2 separate regions of the Hordeum vulgare genome follow, and region 1 is linked to region 2. Evidence: chromatin contacts called from public Hi-C data. All regions are on one chromosome and are shown on one strand. The core of a region is the stretch at or near the end of the contact, and the rest is flanking DNA. Distances in the headings are between cores, read along the strand shown. Region 1 has its middle 140 kb from the start of LOC123449025. Region 2 has its middle 290 kb from the start of LOC123449024.

The links. A called contact is a pair of places that touch in the nucleus more often than the background predicts.
Region 1: a contact with region 2 is called in a Hi-C map of leaf, with 9 times the contacts expected there. The contact joins two enhancer-like sites. A contact is called at or near these places in 3 of 6 Hi-C or Micro-C datasets (leaf and seedling).

Annotation. Positions count from the first base shown.
Region 1 is chr4H:477,303,561-477,309,807 of MorexV3_pseudomolecules_assembly, forward strand. No RefSeq gene overlaps it. Among protein-coding and RNA genes, the nearest start is that of LOC123449025, 140 kb to the right of the region's middle. Within about 2 kb of position 4,936, at least 3 of the 3 cell types and tissues checked have open chromatin away from gene starts, as enhancers often do. A contact at or near this core is called in leaf and seedling, where this site is marked.
Region 2 is chr4H:477,134,332-477,140,226 of MorexV3_pseudomolecules_assembly, forward strand. No RefSeq gene overlaps it. Among protein-coding and RNA genes, the nearest start is that of LOC123449024, 290 kb to the left of the region's middle. Within about 2 kb of position 2,765, at least 3 of the 3 cell types and tissues checked have open chromatin away from gene starts, as enhancers often do. A contact at or near this core is called in leaf and seedling, where this site is marked.

The DNA of each region.
Region 1 (6,247 bases), core at 3,686-6,185, 170 kb after region 2:
AAAGAAGACAATGTCAAAGATCAAGTCCTCGCTGCGAAAGTTGTTGGGCGAATCGAACACTACTTCTAAAGTTATAGTGCCCAAGCAGCATGCCTCGACGCGTGGGATTATTCCTTTAAAGGTGGTGTTGCTCGGTTTGATCCTTGATGGATCGATACCCATTTTCCTTACTGTATCTGCATAAATCAGATTGAGGCTACTGCCTCTGTCCATGAGGACTCTAGTTAGATGGTACCCATTGATAATGGGGTCAACTACCAGGGCCGCCGAACCTCCATGACGAATACTGGTCGGGTGGTGTGTGCGGTCGAAGGTGATCGGGCATGCCGACCATGGGTTGAACTTCTGGACTACGGACTCTAAGGCGTAGACGTCCCGAAGTGCATGATTCCTCATCCTCTTTGGTATGTGTGCGACGTAGATCATGTTCATAGACTTTACCTCGACACGGAATTGCTTCTTGCCTCCATTATTTGGCATGCGGGTCTCGTTATTGTCCTTGTCGCGGGGGCTCTTACCCTCTTCCTCGGTTGCGAGTTTGCATGCCTGTTTGATCACCTAATAGTTATGGTTGGTGTGGGTGGCGGGCTTGTCTTGGGTGCCATGGATCTCGCAGGGCCTATCCATGATTTTGACCAGCACGGCAGGTCCATCCCAATTTCCTTTAGAGGGTTTCTTCCACTATCATGACTTCAATTGCTGAATCTGATATTTACTGTCGTGTCCTCGACATCGCCGCCATTATGCTGATGCGTGTTCTTGTTGCGTCGTGGTTTCCCATTGCCATCCCGAAGTTCAGAAGTGTCAGAGTCTTTGGGTGTACTGTTGTGACGAGCTAACTAACTGTCCCCGCCCTCGCAAAAGTGGATCATAAGTGAGGTGAGGGACGATATTATCCTCGCCTTGTCTTGGCCGAGCTGTCGAGCTAGCCACTCATCCCAGATATTGTTTCTGAAACAGGCTATTGCCTCGGCATACGAACAGTCGACGATTTGGTTCTTCTTGGTCAAGAATCAGTTCCAAAATTGTCGAGCTGACTCGTCAGACTGTTGAATGATGTGGCTCAAGTCATCGGCATCCGGGGGTCAGACATAAATCCCTTCAAAGTTAGCTCGGAAGGCATCCTCAAGCTCTTCCTAGCTCCCAATGGAGTTTTCGGGGAGGCTGTTCAACCAATGTCGTGTTGGCCTTTTGAGCTTTAAAGGCAGGTATTTTATGGCGTGGATATCATCTCCTCAGGCCATATGGATGTGGAGAAGGAAGTCTTCAATCCACACGGCCGGGTCCGTTGTCCCGGCATAATGTTCAACGTTTACGAGGTTTGAACCCTTCGGGGAATTGATGCCCCATCACCTCGTTTGTAAAGCACATTGGGTGAGCGGTGCCTTGGACTCGAGCTACGTCACGCTGGAGGTCGGCTGTCATATGATCCCGGTGTTGTTCCCGGTCCCTGTTGCTTGGGTCAAGCCAAGCTTGGTACTCGTCCCATATAGCGGGTGTGCACCCTTTAGATCCACAGATGGACCTTGCATATCATGCTCTAGCGTTCAAGTTGTGTTGTAGATCGTGTGGGTCCTCACGCCTTATTGGCTCTTTCCTTCTCCCGCGGGGGTGTTCAGGTCGGTCTCCAACTTCTCCATCAGTCATGTCCCGTCCTCGAGGGGGATGGTTTGGTTGGTCGCCCTAAGTGCGTCTGGGGGGTGCGGGCTCAAGGCATCGTCGTCAAATTCTGGCAGCAAACACGGGCGCGGGTAACTCTTGTTTTGATCCTGCTGCTCATTGTTGTACGCTTCTTGGCTGCTAGAACTTTCATCCATATGTTATTAAGGGTGTCTTGTTCGGCTTTGATATGGTTTTATTTCATCTTGAGGCTTCAGGCGGTGGCTATGAGCTCTCGCTTGAACCGCTCTTGATCCAACGGGTCTTCAGGGACAATGAAGTCCTTGTCTCCAAGGTTATCCTCCTCTTTAGAGGGAGGGAGATAGTTCCTGTCTTTGGAGTCATTGAGGTCCTCGGTATTATCCCGACCCTCGCACCCCTCCGAATCATCAAGCTGTTGTTCAGGGGCAGCAGGGGCAGTGGGGTCTTCCGGATTGTTCGTGGTGTCGGTTACTCTGATGCATGTGTTGCTTCCTATACCCTTGTGCCTCTTGGATCATTTGTGTTGTCGTGACGCTTGGGTAGCTCCTCGTCGTTCTTCCTTGTGGTGCCATCACCCTTATCGTTAGGCATCATAAGTAGAGGTGGCTATCCACCGTCCAGTGGTGGTAGGTGCAGTGGCGTCGACATCTTCATTTATGGCCTCGACTTCTTTCGAGGATTCCAGCATATCGGTTAAGTCTTCGATAGTGGCTATCAAGTGGATGGTCGGTGGGACGTAAAATTCCCCGTGTCCTGCCTCAAGACCGATCTGGGCATAGATCGAGGATGGGTCACCTGTAGTGTACATAGTCTCGATCTGAGCCAGCATCTCGTTTAACATCAAAAATTAGTCACACTATCTTCTAGAATTTTTGCACAGTCGATCTCCGGTGTGTTGGCATGGGGAACGTGCTCGGCCAAGCGAATGAGCATCTCCTCCCTCCGGCCTCACTCGGATGAGGTCGCGGTTCGTAGATCAGTGACGGAAGACCCGGATCCGCACCCCGCCATGCCGGAGAAAGGGGAGATCACTGAAAATGAGCTTGAAGGCGGAGGGGAGGGGAGTGAAGTGGAGTGGTTAGGGTTTAGTTCAACAATCGGATGGGAAAGAATATATTTAAAATGAGGGTTGGTCAACGTGGGCCGCATCCAATAAGGTGGACGCGTCTGGCCTCTCATATTTCTCATTATATTTAGGTTGTATATGAGGTATACCGATCAACTCAGTCGTCATTTGAGGTCGGTGAGACGTCCTTCTACGGGTTTTTTTATCACTAACCGAGCGCCTGCTCGAAAGTTTGAGCGGTTTGTGGCACCCCGCTGCACAGGGATCCATCACACAGGATGTTGATGAGCATGTGTCAAACAGTGCGCGGGTGTGTGATTGGCGTACCACACAACTACACGAGTATTGCTCTATTGAAAGCGGGATAATTGATGTTCAGGCCAGCAAGTCAGCGTTTGGGCATGGTAGTATGCTCTCGCAGACCGCAGTACATGTGCCTGATAATGATGGCATAATGCATTGTTTGTATTCCGGGAGCATTGGCGGATTGATTTTTGCTCGTCCTGCCGCGTCATTTCAGCAAACAGCTCGAAGATATTATCACTGTTGCGTTGCGCCACCTCCACGAGTATATGGTTTATTTTTCTTGTCCCACAACATCCCTCCAACACGGCAACACCGCGTGCGAGCGTGGTTTTTTGCTTGTCCCGTTATCTCAAGTTCTTGATTCGACGAGCGACCATGACCGAATTATAAGATGACTCAGTCACTATAGTGTCCGGTTTGGAACCGTTTTAGAAGGCTCTAAGGACATCTACACCTGGACCGCTTAAACCCGGCTCAAACGTCCGGGTGACACGTTAGATCTCTGATCGGTTATAAAAAAATCGATCGAACCGACTTCTTCATACCCATATGAAACGTTTAGATTGACCGGCATCCCTCATATTCATCTCAAATATGGAAACAATATGAGTACTTGCGGACGCGCCCGCGCACGTTCGATCAGTCCGTCACGTAGCGCGCCAGCCCATCCCGGACCATCTTTTTTCTTTCTTTCTTTATTCATTTCTTTCTCCCTTTTCTTATTCATCAATCATATGCAAGTGATCGGACGTATAAGAAAAATCACGAAAGATGCAACTGCACAGATATAAACATAGGGGTTGAAAACGGTCAAGCCCGGTCATTGACCGGTGCTTCCGCAAACGTTTGAGGGGTTGAATTTACAAAGTTCGGTAATAGATGCTCTAACCGGTTTTGTAAACTTTCTAAATGTTCTTGATCCGGGTGTCATTGCTTTTTTCTGTTTCTTTTCTCTTTCTATTTCTTTTCCATTTATTCTGTTAGGTTTTTTCTTTTTCTGTTTTTCTCCCTTTTTATTTCATTTTTTCTATTTCATTTATAAAATTCCTTTTTCTTCTCTTTCCTGTTCCTGAGTATTTCAAATTCGTTCAACCATTCAAAAAAAATTCATATTTTCAAAAGCTGATTTGTTTATTGTTTTCACAAACTTGAAAAATGGTCTTACATTTTCAATGTTCTCCTATCAAAAAATGTTCACAAGTACAAAAAATGTTTGCGCTTTCATATTTTGTTCTGGAGTTTCGGAAAATGTTTCCGTTTCTAAATTCATTCATAAATTTTCCAAAAATGTTCATACTTTCAAATTTTCTTCACGAGTTTCGAAAAAATTTATCGTAATTTCCAAAATATGTTTATCCGCCAAATTTTGTTTGGTAATTTCAAAAAAACGTTTGCAAATTTTAGAAATTGTTCATGTTTTAAACTTTTGATTGGAAGCTTCAAAAATTGTTTTTATTTTTAAATATTGTTCCCATTTTTTTTGTAAAATTTTCAAGCCTCCAATATTTGTTTTACAATTTCAAAAAAGTCCAGTTTTCAAAAACAATGTAATTGTTTTTTTAAATTGCGCCGGGGGGCGTTAAAAATATGTTCCATTTGCAAAAGTTGTTTGCATTTTTCGAAATGTTTGTGGTTTTACAAATTTTATTATCTATTTCTGAAAGTGTTCGCAGTTTCATACAAGAATCATTTTTTCTCTCAAAATAATGTGTTGCATCAGAATTTTAAAAACGGCTCGGGTTTCGGGTTCACTCCTTTTGGAGTACATTCTCTTTTTCAAGTGCAACAACTTCTGTTTCTGTTTTGTCTTTTGAACTAAGCTATGGTTTCTATTTTGTACGCTAGTCACATTGGCTGTCTTAGTCGGGAGACCCGCATGTGCAGGCGGTCGACATTCTGTCGCACAGAGTGGTATATAGTAGCTTCGAGCGACCTCACACGGTGTCCTGGCTTCGCACAAAGCAGGAGGGGATCGATTTCAAATGGGCTGGTCTATTTAGCTGGGTTGAATCACCCGGTTTTGGGAAGTTTTCCAGACTGTTTTTTTCGGTTTTGGAAAAAAATTAGAAGGTTCTCTCAACCGTTTATTTTTATTTTAATTTTTTTTATTAATTTTTTCTTTCTGTTTCTGTCTCAAAAAATATTTTGGATTTTCAAAAAAATGTTTTTGGTTTTCAAAAAATGCTTTGGGTTTAAACAAAAAATACTTTAAAAAATTATTCTTGGTTTCAAAATTTGTTCAAAATTTATTCGGGATTTTCGAAAATTGTTTCCTTTTTCAAAATTTTGTTCGAAAGATTGTTCACGGTCCCAAATCTGTTCAGTACTTTTCAAAATTGTTCTTGGTTTTAAAATTTGTTCTGACAATTCAAAAATATTCGCGCTTTAAAAAATTGTTCGTGCTTTCAAATTTGTTCTTTAATTTAAAAAACATTCATGTTTACAAAAAATATTAAGAAATTAAACGTTTGTTTGTTTTGATAAAAAAACAAAAACGGTAAGAAAAACGAGCCAAAAAACAAAAAAAAATGAGCAGAAAACAAATAAGAAACAGAAAACAAAAAGGGAAAAAGGGAAATTATACGATTTTTGTAGATAAAAATACTGGACCGGGCCAGTCGGGCGCCCCCTCTGCGTGTGAGCGCCCCCCTGTGGCAGCGAGCGGCTGGTAGGAGTTCCCCTCAACTGGCAACTACGGTGGGAAAAACCGTATTCACCACTACGTGCGAAGCGGTATCGGGGTTTCGCATAGAGCGGGAGTGGGAGGGGGTTGGCGGGCTGGAACGCCCCGGTTTTGGAAACCTTCTAGAGGTTCCGAGTCGATTTTTTCAGGTTTTGGGAAGCTTCTAGAAAGTTCCCAAAACCGTTTTTTTTTCTTTTCCATTTTTTTAAAAAATAATCTGTTTTTTTTGTTTTCAGTTTCACAAAATGTTTTGGATTTTTAAAAATGTTTTTGGATTTTCAAAAAAATATTCTCGATTTTAAGGAATGTTCTACATTTTCCAAAAATTGTTCTTGTTTTCAAAATTGTTCTTAAGATTCAAATTTGTTCTTGGTTTCAAAAATTTGATCTTAAGATTCAACAAATATTCATTTTTTCTAAAAATTGTTCGCCTAATCAAATTTGTTTGAGTTTTTTTAAACTTTGTTCTAGACTAAAAAAATATTCATGCTTCAGAAAATTGTTCGCACTTTCAAATTTGTTCAAGAATTTTCAAATTGTTCTCAGTTTCA
Region 2 (5,895 bases), core at 1,515-4,014:
CATGTTTAGTTCAAATATGGACCGATTTCGACATTATCATATGGGGTCATTTTGGACATGCTATAAGTTATTTCCGACCTCATTTAAAATGCCTAGATAAATAGTTTATTTATGATTCACCTCTTGTCATGTTAATAACATTTAATATTGTCATGTACCGAAATGAGAGTGAACTAAGTGATTCGAATGTGAAATTTCGTCAATATGCAACTCGTTGTGTATTGAGCCTCGGGGGCTACAACCATTGGGTGCGCTCAGTGCGCCCCCGCTCGAAGGATAGAAAAAAGAAAAGGGCTCCGCACCATACTAGATTATGTCAAACATACATAGAAAAAGACTACCGCCGACTGACCCAATCGACGGTAGCCTCGGGGACTACACCAAGTGGGTGCGCTCAGCGCGCCCCCACTATCACCTAGTGGGTGTGCCCGTGGGCATGCCCACTCGGGTTCCTTCCAAGGACCAGATTCAAAAGCAAGTTTGTGCATAAAGGACTCACCTGGACGTTCTTTGCCACAGCTTCACTCGCGTCGTAAGCCTCCTTCAACCACACAACCATCACGACCAGCTGAGCTAAGGCCTCCTTCAGGGAGGATCTAAAGTATCCCGGAGATCCCGCGCACTGTAACGTGACTACGACATCACATGTACGGAAATCGGGGCGTCGCCCCACTACTTCAACTACGCACGTCTCCGCCAAAATTGCTGCCCGCGCGCACTCCTTTGATTCAAAAATCGCGAAAAATCAGCCCCACCTCATGTCCCAAATGGATTCCGTATCCACAACGTGTGACGAGGTGAGTCGAATGATCTTTTCGCTCGTCCCCTTCCGGGACCCCAATCACTCGGGAAACCAATGAGGACGACCCGATCGTCCTTCCCTCTATACAGGCAGGGGTTCGTCCCCACTCGCCGATTGACAACACGGAGTTCCGAAATCCCGTATGCCAATTCATTGAATCTATCTTCTCGAAAGATATTTTGTCATCGCCAATTGCAGTCGTACCCGTATGACTGGTCAGTCGGAATTCGTCACTCTTGAATCCGTGGAGGTTTGCGAAGAGTCCGAATGACGCGGCCCGAGCCGCAACCCTAAGACCTCCAAGGACATCGAGGGGAGTCATTCACTCGGTCTGCAAAACCTCAACCAAATGGGGGGCTATTGATGGGTTATACATTAGGGGTAGGCCTACGGACCTATTTCCTTGGGCCTATCTAGGACCCCCTCTATGGACATGAGTGTCCTTAAAGTCGCCAAGACAACCTCGACCTCACTCGGTTCAGCAACCGCCACTCGGTCTGCCTGGAGTCACTCGGACCCCCTTTGCGCCAGTCGGATGAGGCATGCCACTCGGACTACAACAAGGTGAAGGCACTGAGGAGGTGGCAACGGCTAAGGACTTAATCCACCACATGAAGTGCAGTGAAGATTCACGTTACGAGTAACACCAAGAGTTAAAGCTGTCGTTTCTAGTAACTTCCTTCTTTATTACCATTTATTGTCTTGTAATGGTGTTCGGCCGGTCGTGGCAACCACTATATAAGACACTCCCGGGCACCGGCTCAAGGGTTCAGCACTTGTAATCTTTTACACCCTCCATAAGAAAACATCACCCTCAGGGCTCGAGACGTAGGGCTATTACCACTTTCGAGTAAGGCCTCAACTCGTAAATCCGAGTGCATCCACTGTGTCAAGCTAGACTTCGTCCCTTAGTTCGTACCCATGGTACTATTGTCGGGATCATTCCGAGGACAGTACACGTGCGTCTTCGCTCGAGAGCAAAATCGGGCGGTCCGTGAAATGGTCGGACTACTATCGAAGGAGGAGGAGTTGAGCGACGACAAGGACAGCTCCGACGAGGAGCAGATCCGTCTCGATGTGTACTGCATCTTCGATCGGTACTTCGACGAGAAGGATGACAAGAGCTGTGGGAAGGGCAATGGCACCCGTGGATGATCTCCATCATAGCCAAACATACCAAATTTTAATAGTCTGACGGCATGTTAATAGTGATGGAGTAGTCGAACGATGTGTGTAATGGATTAATGTAGTAGTTGCACGAATTATATGAATTTAAGATATGAAATTTGAGATGCCCGGTTGTAAAACGCATTATTTAAGATGTGACTGGTCAGTGTATTCGAACACTTCCGGGCGTCCGCGAGCGTAGAAGGGCCCATATTAGCAGGTTCCGGATGTAGATTCTTTTACCGTACATTTCATTAAACATTGTTTTTAATACAACTTCGTTTTCTTTTGCTGAGTTTAACACGGATGTGATTTCTTCATGAAACTTCATACACGAGTATACAAATTGACTATGCGTATTATAAAAATAAATCCATATTTTTTTGATATTTCTAACATATTTCTGAATTTGCTGTTCATCAAATCCGCGTCCGTGTAGCCTGCCGCTGCGCCGGCGGCGCTGCATTCTGCGGGAGTATTCACCCGAATTACCAGCACGGCGTGGCCAGGCAGGCCAGCGAGCAATGACCGTCGAGTGGTGTCCGCAGGGAGAGGGTCGCGGGAGAGTTGACATCAAACAACCCCGACAGCAACGGCACGTACGTATGGCGTGCCGCGTTGGGTGGCTGCGCGACGCCCGCGCGCCCTGCGCCACCCGTTGGCCGCGGGCGGCGCTGGTCCCCTGCCACTCGCCGCGCTCCGCGCTGCTGACTTTCGCCCGGTGCGCGCTCACATACGCCCATAAATTAAGCACATGTGATGAACCCCGTCCACGGCTTCGTCATCCTTTGATCGGATCAGCGAGCGTGACGGGTCGATTTTGGATGGTCCGTGCATGCCTCGTACTACAGTTTTGCTCCTCGCCCTCCCAAAAGGCCGCGCTCGTTCGTTCGCGGAAGAGAAATATCTCCCCCCTCCCACCAGACGATCCCGCCGACACGCGAGATGAATCATCATTTGCCTCCCATGCCGCGCGCCATCTCTTCGCGGTCCCACATGTCAGTACTCTACTGTGGCGCTGCAATTTTTTACAGCACGGACAGATCGTGCTTCCGCTGCCTTTCACTACTTTATTACGTTTATTACAGGTCGTTGTTCTGTCGTTAGATCAAAAAAATCAGGACGCGTGCAAAAGAACGACGATCTGTGGGGGAATTTTGACACGGCATCATCAAAAAAGATCCAGCAGAGCGGAGCGGGCTTTTGACTCTGTCTGCCAGCGAGCGAGCCTTAATCAGCATGTGATCTTGGCACTTTTGGACGGAAGAGTACGGAAGCTCAGTTTTTCTACTAGGATTTTCATTACAATTGCTCATGACATTAGATGAGATTAGATTAGATTAGGCAGGGCGGGGCGGGCGGGCGATGTGTCACGCGTGGAAGGAACCTATATAGGCAAAGCCAAGTGAAACCAAACCACGTACCCGAAGGCAACAAAAGCGCAAGCATCCTTGTCCGGTAGCACGGACTCGTACGCCCTACGTACCACGAATAACAACGGCAGTGCACGGCTGCGTGCGATTCAAGCGGAGCCACCAGCCAATAATTCTGCATCGCAGCTGCCAGTGAGCTGCGATGCACAATGCATGCCAGCCAGCCAGGCAGGCAGGCACCGCACTGCTGCACTAGCTAACCAAATGCAGGACCCAAACGGGCCAAGCCAAGCCAAGCCATGAGTAATAACAACAAATCCTTCTCCTCCTCTTTTTTTTCTTGTGTTTCCTTTTCTTTTAGATAGCGAGCAGAAGCGACGACAATACTGTTCTCTCTCCCGATCGATCTCACGAGCAGAGCAGTGGCCCGTCCCGTCCCGTTCGGCGCGGGCCCACGCGTGCTCCCAGATGCTGGCTGCCAATGTCAGGAACGGCACGTCCAAACACGTCCCAGTCCGTCCGGTGCAAGCGCTAATCTATAATTCATTCATTCCTTGGTTTTGAGCGAGCGCAGCCTCTTGAGTCTTGAAATTTGTTCGGCTTGGATGCTTATCGCGCGGGCAGCATTATTGGGAGAATTAGGGATAAGATCGGCCTGTGTTTGATTATTACTGAAGACGCAGGGAATGGAAGCATCCCGCGGGTCAATAATTCAGAGCCAGCACATCGGGCTACGGATGGATGGATGGCGTGCGGCCGATGCCCTGCTGCCTGCGATGACCGGCTAATCATTGGCGGCCATTTGTGTATCTTAATCACTCGCCTCCGTTTTTCTACTAGGAACGTAGCAGCAGCAGCGTGCCATGCAATGCATAATAGCCTTGTTTATTGGCGTCTTAAGGCGTGTCTGACTGCCAGTGCCAGGTCGTCCAGCACTCATTGAGCCCGGCAGTACTGCTGTCCATTTGTTGCTGCTTGGAAGGAAGCAACACGCTGCGAGGCTTTTGGTTCCGAAATTGTTGATTTTGCAGGCGCGTTGGATGGGGCTCTCCAGCTCCGTGAGAGCTATGCTGGTGATTTGCATGGAAGGCTAACCATCCCCTGGTAGGGGTAGGGCTGCAGACTTGCAGTGAATCCAGTAGATCAAAATTTTCTTTCAAGAGGTCAAGAACAGGCTCTCAGAACAATCTGCGAAACAGTCTAGGTTTCAGAGAAAATTGATAATGTCAGACATGTTTAAAAGCACGTGTGTGTGTGTGTGTGAACTGTGATCAACTTCAACTGCCCGCTCCTCTTTGATCGAGCAAAGAACATGCATGCTTCCGCGCAGTTCCAATGGCTCACGCGCAGCGCGTTGCCTTGCCAACAACTACTGCTAACCACCTACTAGCAGAGAAGGCTGGGCCATGTGTTTCGACTAGCATGTATGAACACATGAAGTTTCGTGCAAGGTGTGGGTGCTGATTCCGGCCGCCATGTAAATGTAATGCTACTACAAAACTATCGTCGGCGAGTGTCAAACCAGAAATAGTACGTACGTAGCAAGGAAGGCGAGACGAGTGGAAATATTAAACGTTGATTCCGAGCAGAGCAGTAAACCGCGGTTGGGTTGGTGTCACGGTGTGTACGTACGCAACTACTCTACTACTAACACGCTGCAATAATTTGACCACGACCTTGACCTATGGAATGCAAGGGCACTCGAGAAGACGTCTACATAACGCTATAGTTAATTTTGTTTATGCCAGTGATAGAGTATGATCGATGCCTCCGTTTTGCTTTGTTTATAGGGGCGGTCAATGTTAAAGATGGGAAGGCTCGCTTGGTGTATTTGGGAACTGGAATTGCAAAAACTATTTAAGGGTCCCTGTGGAGTTCAGACAAACTGCCTATGGACAAAATGGCGTCCCCACTCCTGTTCAGACTGCCATAGTTATTCTGCACTACTGCATCAACATATACAGCTTGATAAACAAAGTGTCATTTGGAGCAGTAGAGAATAAACAAGAGGTCTCATCAAGCAACTGACAGTTTTTTTTTGTTTAGTGCCCACTAGCTAATGTAGTACCCCTCTCCCAATGTTATTTTCGAAAACGAAGTTCTCTTCATTATAGTACGCCTCCATCGTGCCATTGGTCCTTCTGATTTCAGCATTTTGGGGTTTCTCCTTGTGACGGCCCTGTCAATGCGTCAAATACGCAGCTTTCAGTTTCAGACACTGTGGCGTCTCTAAATCCCAGCACAGTGGGTTTTATTTTTTTGTCGTCACGGACGACTAACCGTCACATCATCAAGCCTCGATTCCACCGGAAACGACAATGTCTGCACTGGTCGCGCGTCAGAACACGGAGATTGTGCGTCGAAAGAACACTGGTTACTTTGCCAGATTCAAACATCCCTGATGTTACACGGCCAATAGCTGGCTCGCAGTGTCTGCACTGCCGCTGCACCAGAAGGCACCCGCACCGCACGGATGCATGCAGTGAATGGCGATCCGGTTTGGAAAAAAGATAGACGTGGTGAAGCCGTTGATCTGAAAGTTGCAGCAGGGAT